Regions from separate parts of the Mus musculus genome. Here regions 2, 3, 4, 5 and 6 are each linked to region 1. A link is a contact called in public promoter capture Hi-C data. All regions are on one chromosome and are shown on one strand. The core of a region is the stretch at or near the end of the contact, and the rest is flanking DNA. Distances in the headings are between cores, read along the strand shown.

What was found. Promoter capture Hi-C pulls out the DNA fragments that hold promoters and counts their contacts.
Region 2: a promoter capture Hi-C map of pre-B cells shows a contact between it and region 1, with 2.2 times the contacts expected there. The contact joins the promoter of Rab10os here to the promoter of Sf3b6 in region 1. A contact is called at or near these places in 2 of 39 promoter capture datasets (liver and pre-B cells) and 2 of 9 other capture datasets (adipose tissue and liver).
Region 3: a promoter capture Hi-C map of pre-B cells shows a contact between it and region 1, with 2.3 times the contacts expected there. The contact joins the promoter of Rab10 here to the promoter of Sf3b6 in region 1. A contact is called at or near these places in 2 of 39 promoter capture datasets (liver and pre-B cells), 1 of 484 Hi-C or Micro-C datasets (pre-B cells) and 1 of 9 other capture datasets (liver).
Region 4: a promoter capture Hi-C map of liver shows a contact between it and region 1, with 4 times the contacts expected there. The contact joins the promoter of Dtnb here to the promoter of Sf3b6 in region 1. A contact is called at or near these places in 3 of 39 promoter capture datasets (liver and pre-B cells), 1 of 484 Hi-C or Micro-C datasets (CD8 T cells) and 1 of 9 other capture datasets (adipose tissue).
Region 5: a promoter capture Hi-C map of pre-B cells shows a contact between it and region 1, with 3 times the contacts expected there. The contact joins the enhancer-like site here to the promoter of Sf3b6 in region 1. A contact is called at or near these places in 3 of 39 promoter capture datasets (liver, neural stem cells and pre-B cells), 2 of 484 Hi-C or Micro-C datasets (B cells and CD4 T cells) and 1 of 9 other capture datasets (adipose tissue).
Region 6: a contact with region 1 is called in a promoter capture Hi-C map of pre-B cells, with 2.1 times the contacts expected there. The contact joins the promoter of Dnmt3a here to the promoter of Sf3b6 in region 1. A contact is called at or near these places in 2 of 39 promoter capture datasets (liver and pre-B cells), 1 of 484 Hi-C or Micro-C datasets (B cells) and 1 of 9 other capture datasets (liver).

What each region holds. Positions count from the first base shown.
Region 1 is chr12:4,816,159-4,818,940 of GRCm38.p6, forward strand. Sf3b6 (splicing factor 3B, subunit 6) reads left to right here and starts at 1,450. Exons shown (of 4, transcript NM_025323.2): 1 at 1,450-1,661. The coding sequence starts at 1,632. It also overlaps the pseudogene Gm20348.
Region 2 is chr12:3,234,355-3,237,136 of GRCm38.p6, forward strand. Rab10os (RAB10, member RAS oncogene family, opposite strand) reads left to right here and starts at 1,437. Exons shown (of 7, transcript NR_015551.1): 1 at 1,437-1,575.
Region 3 is chr12:3,308,523-3,311,304 of GRCm38.p6, forward strand. Rab10 (RAB10, member RAS oncogene family) reads right to left here and starts at 1,447. Exons shown (of 6, transcript NM_016676.5): 1 at 770-1,447. The coding sequence starts at 896.
Region 4 is chr12:3,570,948-3,573,729 of GRCm38.p6, forward strand. It overlaps Dtnb (dystrobrevin, beta), which reads left to right and starts at 1,444. Exons shown (of 18, transcript NM_001162465.2): 1 at 1,444-1,700.
Region 5 is chr12:3,780,264-3,783,045 of GRCm38.p6, forward strand. Dtnb (dystrobrevin, beta) reads left to right here. Exons shown (of 18, transcript NM_001162465.2): 18 at 843-2,782. The coding sequence ends at 1,018. Among named protein-coding and RNA genes, the nearest start is that of Dnmt3a, 25 kb to the right of the region's middle. Within about 2 kb of position 1,393, at least 256 of the 459 cell types and tissues checked have an H3K27ac peak or open chromatin away from gene starts, as enhancers often do. A contact at or near this core is called in B cells, adipose tissue, liver and 2 more, where this site is marked.
Region 6 is chr12:3,805,523-3,808,304 of GRCm38.p6, forward strand. Dnmt3a (DNA methyltransferase 3A) reads left to right here and starts at 1,458. Exons shown (of 23, transcript NM_007872.4): 1 at 1,458-1,598.

The sequences.
Region 1 (2,782 bases), core at 200-2,699:
TTTTTTGAGACAGAGTTTCTCGGTATAGCCCTGGTTATCCTGGAACTCACTTTGTAGACCAGGCTGGCCTTGAACTCAGAAATCTGCCTGCCTCTGCCTCCAGAGTGCTGGGATTAAAGGCGTGCGCCACCACGCCCAGCCTTTAAAACTACTTTTTAAATGAGGTAGTCGGATCACTAGTTTGCTCGATCTAGGGATAATGAGGTGGGTGGTAAGTGAAAGAAAGTAGGATTGTCACCCAGAAAACTGCCTTTGTACAAACAGCTTGCTTTAGGGAGCCTATAAATAAGTCTGCTACCTTGTGTACCAATTGGTAACTGTGTTCAGATAATTAATTCTCTAAACCCTCCCACGTATTTCTATACTTCATATTTATATGTTTCTATCAGAATGAGCAAAAACATGGCCACAGTATTAAGTCTTCACATAGGCCCACGGCTTTGTTTTCAGGGTAGACCTCTTCTCAGTATACCAAAAAAGCCTATGTAAGCTTGGACCTTCGACAGGTTTATGTTCCTAAAATCCTCTGTAGCATCATAGAAGGAGCCAGCTTTGGGAGTATATCCCATCAGTTTCGCAGCGATAAGGCTTCAGCATTCCTTTTGTGTTAAGCTATGTAAGTCTGTCACTTGCACTAGTATTTTACTGCAGCCTTCAGTCTTACCTGGTACAGAATGAGGGTGCACATTTGAAAGCATGCTCTTTCCTGATGGGAAGTGAAAGGGTGTGCTGTTTTAGATACTCAAAACATTAGGGCTAGGCAGGATGGAGAATAACAGGGTTAAGGCCTTTCTTCAGGCTGATAATCTTTTCCTTAGTACAAACGCCGGTGAAAACCTCCACGGAGCAGATTCTGCCTTTCTCTGCAAACAGCCCCCAACGTCTGCTGCTGGTTCTTGATAGAGTCTACCCGGCAACTTATATTCAAGTGGCTAATATGTGGGGGCTAACAGGAGCGCGGGCAAAATCGTCTTGGAGCTGCCCTAGTGAAGGAGGACCTCCGAGCAAACTCGGAAGTGGCCTCTCTTCCCATGTCCTGTAAAGCTGGTCTAAGGAAATAAAAAGATGCATGTGACGGGTTGTGTGCTCTGTTTGCGTGGACAGGGGCCGCGGGAACCGGGTGAGGGAGTTCGACGGTCAGGTGAAGCGCGACCTGAGGCCCAGGGCCCCGGGATCGGCCTTCCGAGCAAAGTTCAGATTGGGACCTCTGTTGGAAGCGCTGGCGAGCCGGGTTCCTCTCCGAGACCTGGGCGCGCTAAATCGCAGGCTCTGGGTCTGATCTCTCTCATGGACCCCGCCCCTCGCTCCTTAAGCCACACCCCCTCAAGCGGAACACCTCCCTTCCCTTGGCATTCGCCCCGCCCCTTCCGGTCCGCAATCCGGAAGCGTTCTGGAGCTTGCTAGTTCGCTTTCCGGCTTGAGAATGCGTTCTCTGTAGTGTGACTTGGAGCATCTTTTCTAGGAAGTAAACGCGTCCTAATTTGAGACGCGGACTTTCCGGCATTGCTGTAAAAGCTTCCGGCGCTACCTGGCTGTAAATACTCTGTATCTGACGCCGTGTCGCCCACGAAGGCGATCAGGTTTAGAAATATCCAGAGGGATCTTACGGTAACCTACATCAGCCCGCCAAGATGGCGATGCAAGCGGCTAAGAGGGCGAATGTGAGTACCCCGCTTTCTGCGTGACAGGGAAGCGATGTTGTTGCTTGACTGTTGCTGCGTGCCTGGGGAGCGTTTTTTGTCCCTCCGCCCATAGTTGGGGAAGCTTGTTATCAGTTCTGTCAAAGGAGGTTCTGTCCTGGGCTCGTCCTCAGGGGTGTGTTCTTTGAGCGACTTTTCGCCCCACCCCTATTGAGAGCCCCCTGGCATCAGTGACCTCGTAACGCCTAGGACCAGGCGTTAGGCTCTTCTGAGTCCAAAAAGACATACGGAGTAACTATTTGGTTCCTTGCCAGCTGGAGCCTGGGATTTTTCTCGAATGTAGAACTTTGGGAATCCTCTATTAATATTATGTAAGCACCTGCTTTGTCTCTTGTCTTACAAACGGGAAGCAATTCATCAGTTGGGTTTATTCAACACTACTGTGTAAAGGACTAGTCGGGCTTATGTTCTACTGTTGTCAGTGAGTGTTACCAAAACCTTTAAGGAAAAAAAAAAACATCTTTCAGGAAATTAAGAAGTGGTTAAAACTTAGAATCACACCAAAACAAAGACACATAATTGACCATTGGATATCCTGATGAAGATTTTGGGCAACCGCGATTATGTGAATCATTTCAGTGAATGAAAACTTAGTTCCTGTAAAATAAAAAGATGGTAGGAGTTAGGACAAAACTGTAGAGCTGATTCTATGATTTTTCTTATTAATAGAGAAATTGAATTGTTTTAAAGATACCTACAGTGCTTTTTATAGACCAACGAGAGTGAGCCAACATAATGGTAGAGACCTGATATGTAAGATTCCAGAGTAAAACTGGAATGTGGCTCAGTGATTGCCTAGTGGGCGTGAGTCTGGATTTGACTCCCAGCACCTCAAACCATGACAACCAAAAATAAGTAAAGAGGGGAGTGGTTGGTACACCAATAGAAGAAAAAAATGGTTGGATGGACATAGATGGATAAAGTTTACAATAGGAATATATAGTTACCATTTGATCATATCTGTTTTCTTCAAGAAGTGTGGAGCCCCGGGTCATATCCTATGTTGGCTGAGAAGAGTATAGAGCCTTTTCAAATTTTACAGGGGATGATGATGGTGAAGTTTTAGGAGAGAAGAGAGAGAC
Region 2 (2,782 bases), core at 187-2,686, 1.6 Mb before region 1:
GGTCACTGCATCACAGGTGGGATTGTCATAGTATCTCACGTGAGATAGTCACAACATCTCAGGTGGCATGGTCACTGCATCTCAGGTGGGACAGTCACTGCATCACTAGTGGGATTGTCATCCCATCTCACTTGGGATGGTCACAACTTCACACGTGGGATAGTCACTGAATCTTAGGTGGATGGTCACTGCATTTCTGTTAAGACGACTCTCTACATCTCAGGTTGGATAGTCATTGCATCCCATGTGGGATTTTCACTGTATCTCAGGTAAGATGGTGACTTCATCTCAGGAGAGACGATCACATCTCAAGTGGTCACTTCATCTCAGGTGGGATGGTCACTACATCTCAGGTGGGATAGTCAACTGCATCACAGGTGGGATTATCATCCCATCTCACCTGGGATGGTCACTACATTTCAGATGGCATAGTCACTGCATCCTAGGTGGAATGGTTACAACATCTCAGGTGGCATGGACACTGCATCTCATGTAAGAATCACTCAGGTAGAATGTTCACTGCATCAAAGGTGAGATGGTCACTGCATCTCAGGTGGATGGTCACTGTATCTCAGGTAGGATAATCACTGTCAATACATCTCAAGTGGCATGCTCACTACATCTCATGTGGGATGGTCACTGCATCACAGTTGGGATCGTCACTGCATCTCAGGTGAGATGGTTACTGCATCTCAGGTAAGAGTCATTACATCTCCCTTGGGATGGTCACTGCATCACAGGTGAGATGGTTACTGCATCCGCTCCGGTTGGTGTCAAAGGATATGGATTTGCCTGCGGTGAAGCGGCCACGGTGAGGGGAGGCCGGGCATGCGGGCGCTTCGACCCGGTGACAGGGCAGCGTATTAATACGGTACGTTCCTGGGAGGTTAGACCCGGAGATGTACAGGTAGGAACTACACCTCCCAGCGTGCCTCCCAGTGAAACTCGGGGCTACTGTGGCGTCACTTCCTATGGCAAACAGGAAGTCATGCCTAAAGCAGGAAATAACTGCAACTCCCAGCATGCTTGAACCCTAACTTCCAGACAGGAAGTTCCTCCGTTCCAACAGGAAGTGAGTCCTTCTACCGCATTGTAAATCTCACGAGAACTCGGAGCGGCAGCGTGACATTGAAGACTTCCAGTTCCGGGTTCCGCTGATCAGAAGCGGACAAGCAAACAGCGGATGTGCAGTTCCTCTCTTCGCCGAACCCGGTTTTCCCTTTCGGAGCAGCGCGACCGATTTCCGGTTTCCCCGCCGCAACCACCGTTACCCCCCCCCCGCCCCAATCCCCGGCGACTCCAGCGACGTCACCGGTTCAGCTCCTGACCTTTCGGCGAACCGCAGAACCACAGGCGACCCGTTCGACGTCATCACTCCCCGCCCAGATGTCGCTGTGACATCACCCCGCACGTGCCTGCGCTGGCACCGCGTCGTCCTGGCGAGCGCCTCCTCGCGGCGGAAGGAGATCCTGGGGTTCGCTGTGCGAGACATGTCGGCGGGGTTTCACGTGAGTGACACTTGGTCCCCACGGGATTGACAGCGACTAGCGGAGTGGCATGTGGACGTAGCTTCAGGTGAGTGACCTGTTTTTTCCCAAGAGGCACTGACAGACAGGCCAGGGACGGAGCCTGAGCGAGGGCTGGGAGTGGCTGAGCGTGAGTGACAGGGGCCTGGGGCGGGGTCTTAACTAAGCTCCTGCAAGAGACATAGATTTGCATGGGGTCTAAGTTTCATTGCTGCTCGTTTGCATGAATTTGAGTGAATTTGAATGGCTGCTTGGTTTTGTTCTACCCAGGTTTATATAACCTCCCCTGACCTGTATAAATTAGCATATCGTGTACGTTGGGAATTTGCATACGCTCATGTGACATCAGTTTCGCATGATGAAAATTTGCATAAATTTGCATAATGACAGCTCCCCTGAGTAAATTTCCATAAACATAAACGATGTTATGGCTTTACTCTGCGTGTATTTGTCATGTAAATTTGCATGCATTTGCATAAAACTGCATGACGTTATGGCTTTTCCTGAGTTCAGATGATGTCACAGTTTCCCTCCTTGCCATTGACACGTGTCCAGATGATGTCATCACCCTGTGACACCCCCCCCCCCGCATTTGTATATATTGTATATATTCTCTTGACGTCCTGGCTGGGGGTGTGCCCAAGAGTGATTGAGTCATTGTGGGCAGGGCCTTGACGCGTGTCTGACCCCACCCATTCACCCCTTCCCCCCACCCCAGGGCCTGGCCTTCATGGTCGTCCATCCTGCCTTCCCCGAGATGCTGAGCAAGGCCACCTGGCCCTGCCTCCAGTACTTTGCCGCGAGGGGGGGGGGGCACAAAGGTCAGTGGGAAGGGGCCTCAGGGTAGCTACTTTCATCTTTTTAGGAAGATGGGCGTGGTCTGTTGGTGGCCATACCCACTGTAAGTGGCATCATGATTGCAGTTCTGAGTTTGGGAGAAGAGGGTGGGTTCTGGGGATGATGGAGCGGGGAAATGAGGTCACCACACCAACCACAAGTGATGTCACTTCCTGCTTTTTGGGAGCTTTATGGGCAAGACATCAGGATGGTGGGTGGGGCCAGGCCCACTGGAAGTGATGTCATTTTCAGGATTTCTGACTTGTGGGTGGGGCTTCTGTGAGGGGCTGCCAGGAAGTCTGGTATGATGTCACTTCCAGCTCCACCCGTCCCTCCCCCAGGAAGACCCAGAGACCTTGACCCTGTGGTGGTGTGTGGCCCTGCCCCTTCCACACCCATTGCAGGCCTCGACCCTTTTC
Region 3 (2,782 bases), core at 197-2,696, 1.5 Mb before region 1:
CCATTTAAAAGGTCAGTTTTTATTTCCATACCAAGTAATTCCGAAATATGTGGTAGTACATTAGAAGTCCTTAGAGCCATGACTGACGAAAGATTTTCCTGTAAATTCTAACATCAAGTAAAACATTAGAACTTGACTTGATTCCATTGGGTTGAAAACAGAAACCGTCCATCTGCTTCGTTGAGGTCTTGAAAAAGCACTGTGAGCCAACCATGCCAGATTCCCACCCCAAGCACGAAGGGCCTCCGATTGTTTGACACATCAATGGTTCAGTCAAGACAGCCAACTCACTTTCCCCCGCCCCTCTCATTTTCCTTAATGATTCTGCAACTCTCAAGTTTACTCCAAGTTACAGTCAGATAGAATATTTTCTCTTTGACCCCCAATTCGGGCCTTTGCCACATAGCCAGTACTGCTTCAATCCCAACCACTAAATTACGTCTATTACAAATAGCACATCAAGTAACTTCATGCAATTATGGTAAGGCCAGGCAAGTCACTTAAAGAAACCGGATTCTGGAACGCTGCTAAATGCTGCATATTTTGTGCCAGAAGGCACCGAACAGAGAAGGAGACTTGAGACCGGATGGTAAGCATGGGAAGACCCCGCCCCAGTAAGGCTATTCCGATTCCAACAGTAACTTAGGTCTGTCGTCTGGAATCGGAATCACTGGAACAAAGGCGTAAATTCCGGGAAGCAAGATGTCTGGAATAAAAGAAAACGGCTCGCGGCTACAGAGCCCCCACACCATCCTCCCACAGGTCTTACCTATGGTGGAAATAAAGGTGGTATTGAAGGCATCGTCCGAAAAACGAAAAAGGACGCAGGTCTTGCCCACTCCCGAGTCCCCGATCAGGAGCAGCTTGAAAAGCAGGTCGTACGTCTTCTTCGCCATTGGGAGGAGCGGCTCGGGCGCTCGCCGCCGGTAGCCCCAAGGGATCGGAACTGCTCACTACAACCAACTCCTCACCCGGGCGTTCTGGGGCCGCAGCAGCCGGGTAGCGTGTGCGGAAGGAGAAAGCAGCTCTCGAGACGGAGCAGGAGACCTTCCGAACGGCCTCGTCGAGGAAGCCCCGACGGTGGCGGCGCCCGTGCCTCCGAGGGGCGGCGCCCGCGGCTCCGCAGCCTCTCCCAGCCGCTCCGCCCGGTTCCGGGGAGTCGGTCGGGACAAAATGGCCTCCCCTCCCCCCTCAGCGCAGCTCGGCCGGGACGCTCCCACGGGCGGACGAGCGAGCTCTACGTCGAGGGAGCGCGGCGGGCTTGAACACGGCCTCCGCCCGGAGCAGAAACCCCGCGCTAGGACACGGGCGAGGGCAGCGGGAGGTCTCGCGAGCCGACAAGCCCTGCTACATAACCCCAGGAAACAGAGCCGCCCCGGCCAGAGCCACCTTTTTCCCCGTGCCCTCTCACGCCGGCGTGCGCGCAGCCTGAGACGCACGCAAGGACGTACACCCGCCCTTCTCTCGCGCCCTCGCCCCTGCGGCCCGCCTCTGCGCACGCGCGCGGGCGGGCAAGTAGGGCACGCGGAGGCGGGACCAGAGGGGGCGAGGCCGCGGGCGCGCTCCCTACGGCCTCCTGATTGGGTGAGCGGCTTGACGAACACGCCCCGCGGGGGAGGTGCGGCCCGGGAACTGCGCAGGCGCACTACGTCCGTATAGCTCCTGCCCTCCCTCCCTTGCCTTTTCCGGGGCGCCCAGCTGACTGCTGGAATCCTCTACTCCCTCTCAGTATCCTGTTGAGGAGCTAAGGATGTTAGCCCAGCGACGGGCGTGGCTGGCTGTGTGTGTGTGTGTGTGTGTATAGTTCATATAGATGAGAGAGAAAGAAGTGCTCTGGGCCACTCAGGAACCTCCTTACTAAACCCGGACATCTCCAGAAGAGATCCCGCTTGTGGGCTGGTCCTGACAACCTGGTCTCCTTAAGAAGCTAGAGTTGATAGAGCCGGGATTCCAAACTGAAAAAGGCGCAGCGCTCCTGGGGTTGGAATGATGTCATCGGCCTGAGGAACCCCGGGTGCGGGGAGAACCTCCCTGCGAATGGAAGCTTCTTTGCTGCTTCGGGCCTAAGCAGCCCTTGGAATCCCGGGAGCTGAAGCGCTCTATTCAGAAAAGGCGGGCGGTCACTGTAGCCAAAGTTGTACCACCAAATCGAAAATCTGAAAGCCTGCCCCATCCCAACCGATCTCTTCCTTGCTTTTCACTTGTTTGTAGGTTGGTTGTTTTGTTGCAAAGTCTGTACACCAGTACTGACTTCCAATTCATGAATCTCCAGTCTCAGCCTCCTGAGGGCTACTCTGGTGGGGTAACTCCACCACACCTGTGCCATGTCTTTTCTCTAGTTTTGTCCCTTTTCCCTCTCTCCCTATCAGTTTTATTTACACCTCCCTTTTCTTCCTTTCTATAGTCGAAATAAGCAAATTTCTAACTTACCTTTCTAAGTATGCTCCAGCACCCGCAGAATGTGATGGTAGAATGGTTGAACCTGATGAGCTGATTCACCAATAAGGAGATTTTTATTTAGGTAAATTTTATATACACACACACATAACTAATTAGCATATAACAAATATATAAGCATATTAAATAAAAATAAGCTACACTTTGGCAGACACCTCGCCATCACCAACATGTGCATTTCATGTGTAAGTAAAGCCTTTGATCATGTTCTTTTCTGACCATCTTAGATGTGATCATGCTCTTCAAAGACTTGTCCTCCTTCTAAACACCCATAAGCCTTTGAAGGTGTTTGTGTTCTCTAAACCATCTCCCAGTTGATTCTCTG
Region 4 (2,782 bases), core at 194-2,693, 1.2 Mb before region 1:
TCTTGACATAGTCTGAGGATCCTTACATGGTTACAGCAGCCACCACCTAGCAACCAGTGAGACTCTTCCAAACATGCAAAACAGTCACACAATTCATGTGTGAAAAGTAATGTATCCCCTCTCACACAAAAAACCTCACTTACTCTAAGTTATCAGCACAGCACTGCCTTCACCATGGGAATTTAAAAATAGATTGTGAGAAGAGGAGGAAAAGGGTGTCCTAGAGGCAGGCTGCCAGTCTGATTGAAGCAGGTGGCATGATCTGCCTTTCCATAAGGTGCCAGAAGGCTTCAAAAAGCATCCCTAAAGCACACAGGCCTACTGCTGCTTTCCTTAACATGTGCACATCCACACGCACCAAAAGTCTAATGGATCATGCCGCTGTCTTAAAGTTGAGGGAAAACATTTATCTTTTGAGCCATTAAAAGAAGACTTTGATGTCCCTAGAGAGTTTGGAAAAGCTTCTATAAAAAATGGCAATATGAGGGGCTGGAGAGATAGCTAAGTAGTTAAGAGCACTTGCTATGTTATCAGAGGACCTGGGTTTGATTCCCCAGCATCCAGGTGTCATTTCACACTCTTCTGGCCTCGGGGTGGCACTCACAGGGTGCACACACATTGCAGCCCAAACACTCATACACATAAAATAAAGTCCTTTAAAAAAATGATATGAAGCGGGGGGGGGGGGGGGGGGTAGTGGCGCACGCCTTTAATCCCAGCACTAGGGAGGCAGAGTCAGGCGGATTTCTGAGTTCGAGGCCAGCCTGGTCTACAAAGTGAGTTCCAGGACAGTCAGGGCTACACAGAGAAACCCTGTCTCGAAAAACCAAAACCAAAAAAAAAAAAAAAAGAGTTGGTAATGAATAAATAAATAAATAGATGCTAGATAAATAAATGAAGCTTTGTCGCCCCTGCTCCGTTGCTCAAGCTGTTTAATGTCTAAATAGTCCCACTTTTAGGAACTACTGAACAACTAAGCGGAAAGTAATGTCTCTCCTTCATCCTCTCACCGCATCCGGCTGTGGCTTGGCTTTGCGCAGGGGACCAGACTCGGTCCTTCGCAAGGCTGCTCTTCTCCCTAAGTTATGCATTCTTGGGGACCAGGGGCCGTGACCCGGATCGTGTCCATCGGGCACCAGGCGCGGAGTCAGGGCTCAGCGAGCCTGCTGAGGCAATGTGGAAAGTCACTCGGGGGAGGACCCGCGCTCGAGGCAATGATTCACCGGGTGTTTCTTCGCATTCCTTAAGGTGCAGTCACGTCGGCGCAGCACGCAGCCGCCCGGCAGCTACCTGTGGAGTGGAAGGGCAAGTCCACCTCCACCTCCGCGGCCGGCGCACAGCAGAGGCCCGGAGGGGGCGCGCGAACCCGCGGGAGGGCACTCGGCCGCCTCCCCGCCCCCTCTCGCGGCGGAAGCCCCGCCCCTCCGCGCGCCCGCCCTCCGCGCGCACCCGCCCTCGCCCTCGCGCCCTCGCGCCCTCGCGCCGGGGGCGGGCTCGCTGCGCGTGCCGGGCGGGGAAGCGGCGCGAGCCGGCGCCGTTCCGTTCGCCGCGGGGGCGGCTCCGGGGCCTGAGTGGGCGCCGCCGCCTCAGTCGCTGCTTGCTGCTTCAGCCGCCTCAGCCGAGGGGGCCGGGTTGGAGGAGGCTGCGGCCGCCGGAGAGCCACGCGACGGCCCCTCAGCTCCGGCCGGGAAGCGAGCCAGGTGGGGAGTCCGCCGGGGCTGGAGGAGCGAGAAGGAGGGCTGCGGGGTGGCGGAGTGCGCGGCCCTGGAGCGGCGACCCTTGGGAGACAGCACGCCGGGCCGGGGAGGGCTCTCCGGTCACCCGCGCGCGCGGGGGCCCGCGGAGCGCAGAGCCGGGCTGCGCGCGCTGCTGATGCATCCTGAGCCCGGCTGGCGGGGAGGAGGCTCCGCGTTAGGTGCTGAAGGGGGCGAAGGCGGCAGGTCCTGGCAGAGGGCAGGTGAGGTAGGCAGGCCCTGGCAGAGGGAAGGGAATTCATTCCAGATCACCTCTCAGTGTCCCCCGAGGCTCCCGGTAGACGAACCTGTCCACCCAGGTCACCCCTGTTGGGCACAGTGTCCGGAGAAGAGGGAGGATGCAGCTGACGAATGCTTGCTGTTAAATTTCTGTGCCAGGCCTTAGGGAATCAGGGAGACCTTCCAGCATTCTCTGCAAGCGTTTATTGATTAGCTACGGAGCAGGAGAGAACCGCGGTCAGCGCCTGGGTCACGACTTTATCACTCTCAGCCATCTTTTGCTGTTGAAGTGCTGACAGTTCGGCTGTGAAAGTATGCACACAAAATGTAAAGTGCTCTATTTCATGTTTCCTGTTCTGTTCACTTCAGGTCCCTTTAGGATTTTCCCAGCCCTGGGAAACTGGAGCCGTAAGTTGCTTGGTTTGTGGAGAAAGTAAGATAGTTGAGGAAAGCTGGTGGGAACTATTGAGAAGAGATTTGAAGGATCTTACTGACATTTAAAAGAGGGGTGGGGAGGGGGAGAAGAAATCTGGAAGAAGAATCTTGCCTTCCCAGCTAGAATTAAGCTCCGTGCCTGTTTTCTGTTCAGTCCTCCGGATGTGGCCTGGATCCCAGCAGCCCTACAGTGGATGCCCACTGCAGAATGGATGGAGGAAGCAGGGGCTTGAGTGTCAGTCTCTGTAGAGTTAGGGATGATCGCTGGACTTCCTTTGGTCCTCGGATTCTCTTTTTGCCTCTTCAGGTAACCCAGGCACTGGTAGGTTAAAACAGTGGCTTAGGTGGCAGACTCCGGTGGCCTGTGGCCACTC
Region 5 (2,782 bases), core at 143-2,642, 1.0 Mb before region 1:
GGGACCAAAGAGATGGACCAACACACCTGGTCTCTACTTTTTTTTTTTTTTTTTTTAATTGGGAATCTTTTTCAGTTACAAATCTTCAGGGTAGAAAACCCAGGCAGGGCCATGGCATCACCAGGCAGCAAAGGAACTTTCTCAGACAGCCTTCTAAGTCCTGTCATCTCAGAGCTGCCTCTGGGCTGACTAGTCCCCGCCCTCCCTGCAAGGTCAGCCCACACACGTGGTTTGCAGAGCTGGCTGCAGATGCGCTGCACCCGGGTGCTGCTGCTTAGTATGTGCAGACCAGCACAGGCTGCTGTGCACTGTGGTGAGGTCAGGGACTGACTGAGGGCCTTCAGCAGCCTACCAGGTCCCCTTTGTCCCTAGGTCCAGAGGGACAGCATGGGAGTCCCTCGGTGCACACACTCAAGAACCTGCTGCCAGGGCTTGAGTCAGCTGGTGTCTCTGCCTCTGACCCATGGCAGGACCCATGAGAAGCCAGCAGTCAGGCAGATGAAAAGGGCCGCACACTGCAGCCTGCCGTCTGCTGCCAAGAGGCTGGCCTTCCTCCCTTTCCAAACCTGCCACTGTGAACCCAGTTTTTTATTCAGTCGGAGTAATTCCCACCCTTGTGACACAAGCAATGACCTCAGAAGACACTCTCGCTACACCCCAACCCTGTCCCTCTGAAAGAGAAGACATTGACATGCACAACTGAAAAGCCAGAGAGACCACACACACACACACACACACACACACACACACACACACACACACACCCATTCAGGTCTGCTGGTTCACAGCAGCTTTGTCCTGAGCCCCCAGTGTGCTTGTGACTAACAGTCTGTCTTGTACAGGCGCAGAGGCGGAGGAGCAAGCTGGCACCGAGAAGACAAGGGAAGGTCTTCCCCCCAGAGGCACATTCCTGTCCGTCTTTCTGCTGCACACCTGGACCAAGCTTGCAGGCTGCCAGACTCACTCAACCTCCAGAGAGAGGAGCCAAGCCTATGGGAAGTGGGGAGGGACTGCCTGAGGCCGCAGCTGGTGGGCCTCCTGCATGTACTAGCATCCGCATTCCTCCCTCAGGGCATGGTCTCATCTCTGCATCAGGAATTTACCAGGAGATGGAAAAGAACAGAAAAAGCCCTGAGCCTGTGTGTGTTCCTTCCGGCACCTGGCCAGCATGGAGGGCTCTCCCTAGTCCTAGTGTGTGCACATGCAGTTCTTTCCTGCCTTCGACCTTTAACAACATTTTCTGTCTATGCAAAGAAAGCTGCAGGCCTCATTCAGTTCTGCAGACATTTACACCCTATCCTCAGTGCTAAAAATAGCGACACCACCCCCCCCCCCTTCCTCTTTGACCTGGTGAGGAGGCTTCCGCCTGCACAGTGGCGTGAGGCCCTGTTGCTGTGTAGCCAGGAGGAAGGCGGAGAACTTTAGGGGCCAGTCAGTGGGGAAGCAGCCCTGATCTGTGTGCCAAGCTGGGACTGGCCGCCAGGGGGCGCACTGCCTGGGTGCTACTCATGCATCCTGTCCTGGGGTCCTGTGGAACATGTGATCGCCAAGTCCCATTCACATTGATTTTCCTTTTTTTTTTTTTTTTCTTGCTCCCTGAGCTCCAGGATGTTATTTTTAGTAGAAGAGCTATTATAAATATTTATAAAGGGCAGCGAATGATGTGAGAGGGCCCACAGCTGGCACTGCAGCATTCCTTACCCACCTCTGCAGACCCCTCCCTAATTCTGAGGTGTGTGCAGAGCCATGGGTTAGGTCCCATGAGAGTCTCCTAAAGGAACAGTGAAGGGAGAAGGAGGAATGGATACTGTTGCAGTCCGGCTCCATCTGTCTCTCTGCCTTCACTCCCATTTCTAGCTGGAGTAACTCAAGGCTGGGAGAAGGGACAGGAACCTTGCTGAGCCAAGACCCTCAGTGTCCTGGGTACTTAGAATGAAAGGCAGGTGCACCAAGGATCACTGCCACTGTGAGGGCAAAAAGAAAAATAGGAGTTGGGTACTAGCCTCTGCCCAGCTGTTGGAAAAACACTTGGTTAGCAGGCAAAGCTAAGGACTTGGAAGGCCAGCAGGGGTTTAAGACTGCCCACTCAGGGAAAGGAGATTCAGGCTTATGGATGGCCAGAGGGGCAAAGATGAACGAGTCCATGTAGAGAGTTCTGGGGATACACTACATACCCCAGTGGTGAAATGTACCCCATAAGGGTAAGACAGCCTCACAGACATGCGGGCTGTTCTTTCCCCATCCTCAATTCTCACACTCTGTGAGACTCAAGGTCGACTCCTACCTCCTGGCTCCTCACATGAGCTTGTTTCCTCCAAAGCAGCAAGAGACAGAACAGTGAGAGTACCCAGGGCCACAGGGCCAAACTGTGCCCTCTGCGCGTCTCTGGGAGGAGTGATGTTCACCTCACCCCTGACCAGATGGCCAAGGAGAGGGCTGCATTCATTCCTCTGATGCCAGCATTAGAGACACGATGTCACCTTTGTTAACATCAATTCTTGATTTCTTTTAGAGCTAGAATACCCATTATTATATAAAGGCCCCTTACATTTGGTATCTGCTTTCTAAGTTCTGTACCAGGATCTTGTCTCTATGACCTGGGACACATAAGGCCACTTTATGGTGGGCACTTTCTTGTTAATTTTTCCATAGCAACTTAGGAGCCTAATTTAATTTGGACTGATGATGTGTGGAAGACATGCACGGGCAGATGCCCTGGCTGGAGAGTTGAACTGCTTGACAGCACCGTGGTCTGAATTGCTGCTTTCTGTGACAGGGAAGA
Region 6 (2,782 bases), core at 208-2,707, 1.0 Mb before region 1:
CAGTCATTCAACCAACATTTATGAGGACGTAGCATGTACAGGTGCTGAGCTGTATTGAAGGCAAACGGTGTCCTTGTCCTCACAGGGCATGACGAGTCCTAAGAACTGGCCAGGTGAAAGACTATGGGTGGCAGAAATGAACACCAGTAGTGGAGGGTGGGGGTGCGATATTGAGTGCTATTAGGAAAGGTCAGGACAGTTGCTTTGGGGTAGGGAAGACTGAAGTGTAAATGTGCCCTGCAAATAGGAAAGGGTGGTTCTGTATTTCAATGAATTAGGCAACTGTCCCTTTGATCCTCAAATGGGGTGAAGTGTTCTAGGTGGGGCGTGTTCTATGGGAACCTGCTTCAGCATTGAGGGTCTGCAAATAAGTGTGCCGTGGGTGTGGGAGATGCAACTCAGGACACTGGGGCACTGAAGGGCTGGATGGATGGTGCTGTCCAGTGACAGGAGGGAGGAGCCTGACAAGGAGGCTGGGAGTCAGGGGATTCAGTGCCAAGCTCCAGTGATGGTAGCTGGAGAGGTGAGCACTACAGACCCGGAGCCCTGAGAGCACCCCCACACTGAGGGAGCCAGGTCTAGTGCCCGTCTGCAGAGAATCTTGCAGCTGGAAGAGGCAGGCCTTCAATGTCATTTAGTTCAACCTTCCACCTCTTCAGATCTTTCCAGAGCCCACCTGAGGGCATCCAACTCTTTTTGGACACCTCAAGGTACGGAAAGCTTACTGCCTTCTAGGGAGCCCACTCCGTGGCGGTGCTCGATGCTCTAGGATGGCCTCGAGGCGCCAGGCGCTCCGACCTTGGCCCTGTGCAGCCGTCTGGCCACCGCGGCACCTGGCTGTGGGTGGCGACGCGGCTGAGCAGGCGCTGCTGTCCCCAGCCCCAGTGCTGAGGCGCGCAAAGCGCAGTGGGCTCTGGTGGAGGTCGGGAGAACTGCAGGGCGAAGGCCGCCGGGGGCTCCGCGGGCGGCGAGGGGGGGGGACGGGGGGGGGCAGGCACTTGACACCGGCCCGGGAGAGGAGGGGCAGCTGTCCCTACGACCAGTGCTGGATGCGGGGACCCAGCGCAGAAGCCGCGCCAGGTAGAGGGGCGCCGCAAGGTGGGGAGGTTGCGGCCGGGGGACCACCCGAGGGGCACAGGGCGGCCGAGATCGCAGCTCCGGCAGGGTGCCCGGCCCGGAGCGCCGCAGTCGGGGCGCGGCGGGGTCCCGAACCCGCTCCTCCCGCCGGGGGCGCTAGGACCGTCCGCGGCTCGGATAGCTCCCGCCGCGGCGCCCCGGGGCCCCCGGGGTTGCCTCCCGGGCGGCTCCGCAGCGCCGGGGCCAGAGCCAGCGCGGCCACGGGGGGCGAGCGGCGGGCGGAGGCCTGGGCGGCGGGCGGCCGGAGGGAGGGAAGGAGGAAGGCGGAGAGAAGAGGCGGGCGGGGGGGACCCGGCGGAGGAGGCGGAGAGAGGGAGCGCGACAGCGACGGAGGGAGGGAGCGCGGCAGGCAGCGGGCGGGCCGGGAGGCGGCGCGGGCGGCGGCGCGAGCAGAGGACGAGCCGGGACGCGGCGCCGCGGCAGCAGGGCGAGCCGGGCCGCCCGACCCGCCGGGCCACACGGTAACCAGCACGGCCTGCGGCCCGGGAGCTGAGAGGGCGGGCGGGCGGGAGGGCACAGCAAGGCGGTGGGGAGCGCGGCTCGGACCCCGCAACTCGGCGCGCGGTGCTGAGAGCGCGGACCGCCCGGGCCGAGGGTTTGTTTATGTCCCCGCCGCTCGCCCGCCGCTCCTCTTCTGCGCGCCGCCTCCGCCGCGGACGCCCCTCGGCGCCCCCGCCCGGCCCGGGCTCAAGTTCAAGTCCGTACAATGCCGCGGGGGGCCTCCGCCGGCCTGCGCGCCGCCCGACGCGCGCTGCCGCAGGGCCCCGCCGCCTCCGCCTTCCGGGCTCTGCCCCCGCCCGGGGGCCCGGTCGGGGCCTGCGGCCGTGCGCTGCGGAGTGCGGACGGGACCGGGAATCGGGCGGCGGGAGGGGAGAGGAGGGGGAGGGGGCGCGGGCGGCCGGGGAGCGCCGTGGCCACGGCAGAAAATGGCAGCCTGGCACGACCCGGGCCCCGCGCCCGCCCCGCCCCTCCCCCGGGCCTGCAGGCTCCGCGCGGCGGGGGGGACCCTGGAGGCCCCCGGCAGGGCCCAGGGGCGGCCGGGGCCCGCGCCGGGGAGCGCGGCGTCGCGATCTTCCCGCGGCCACCTGTGGCTTGGGGGTGCGGGGCGCCGGCGGGCCTGGGAGGGGCGCGCGCGTGGGGAGCGTGCCCGCTCGGGGGCGCACGCTCCCGCGGAGGCCAGGCGGAACGGCGTGGAGGGGGGGGCGTCGCGCCCGGCTCCTCCCTGCCCCCGCTGCGGGCCGTGGGAGCGGGGTGGTGGTGGCGGCGGCGGCGCCGCAGTATGGGGGCGGGGCGGGAGTGGGCGAGGATCCCCGGGCCGGGCCGCGGGGGACTAGAAGGTGCGGGGGCGGGAGCAGCAAGGCTGGAAATGTCTCCGGTGGGGATGCCGGGGTCGCCCCCTGAGGCAGACTCCCCTTGCATACACTCACACGCACCCCCGCCGGGCCGGTGTAGACGTGTCCTTGAAAGCTTCGCATCTGCACAGTGAAGGACGAGGCCTCGCCGAGGCTGCGGATCGGGGGTCTCAGTCCCCATGTTGCCCTCACCTCAGGAGACACCCGAGCCTCCGAGCGGCTCCGGCCGCGGTCCGTGTCCTGCCCTCACCCGGACTCCCTACTCCACGCCGTCTTGCCCTCCCTCGTTGGCG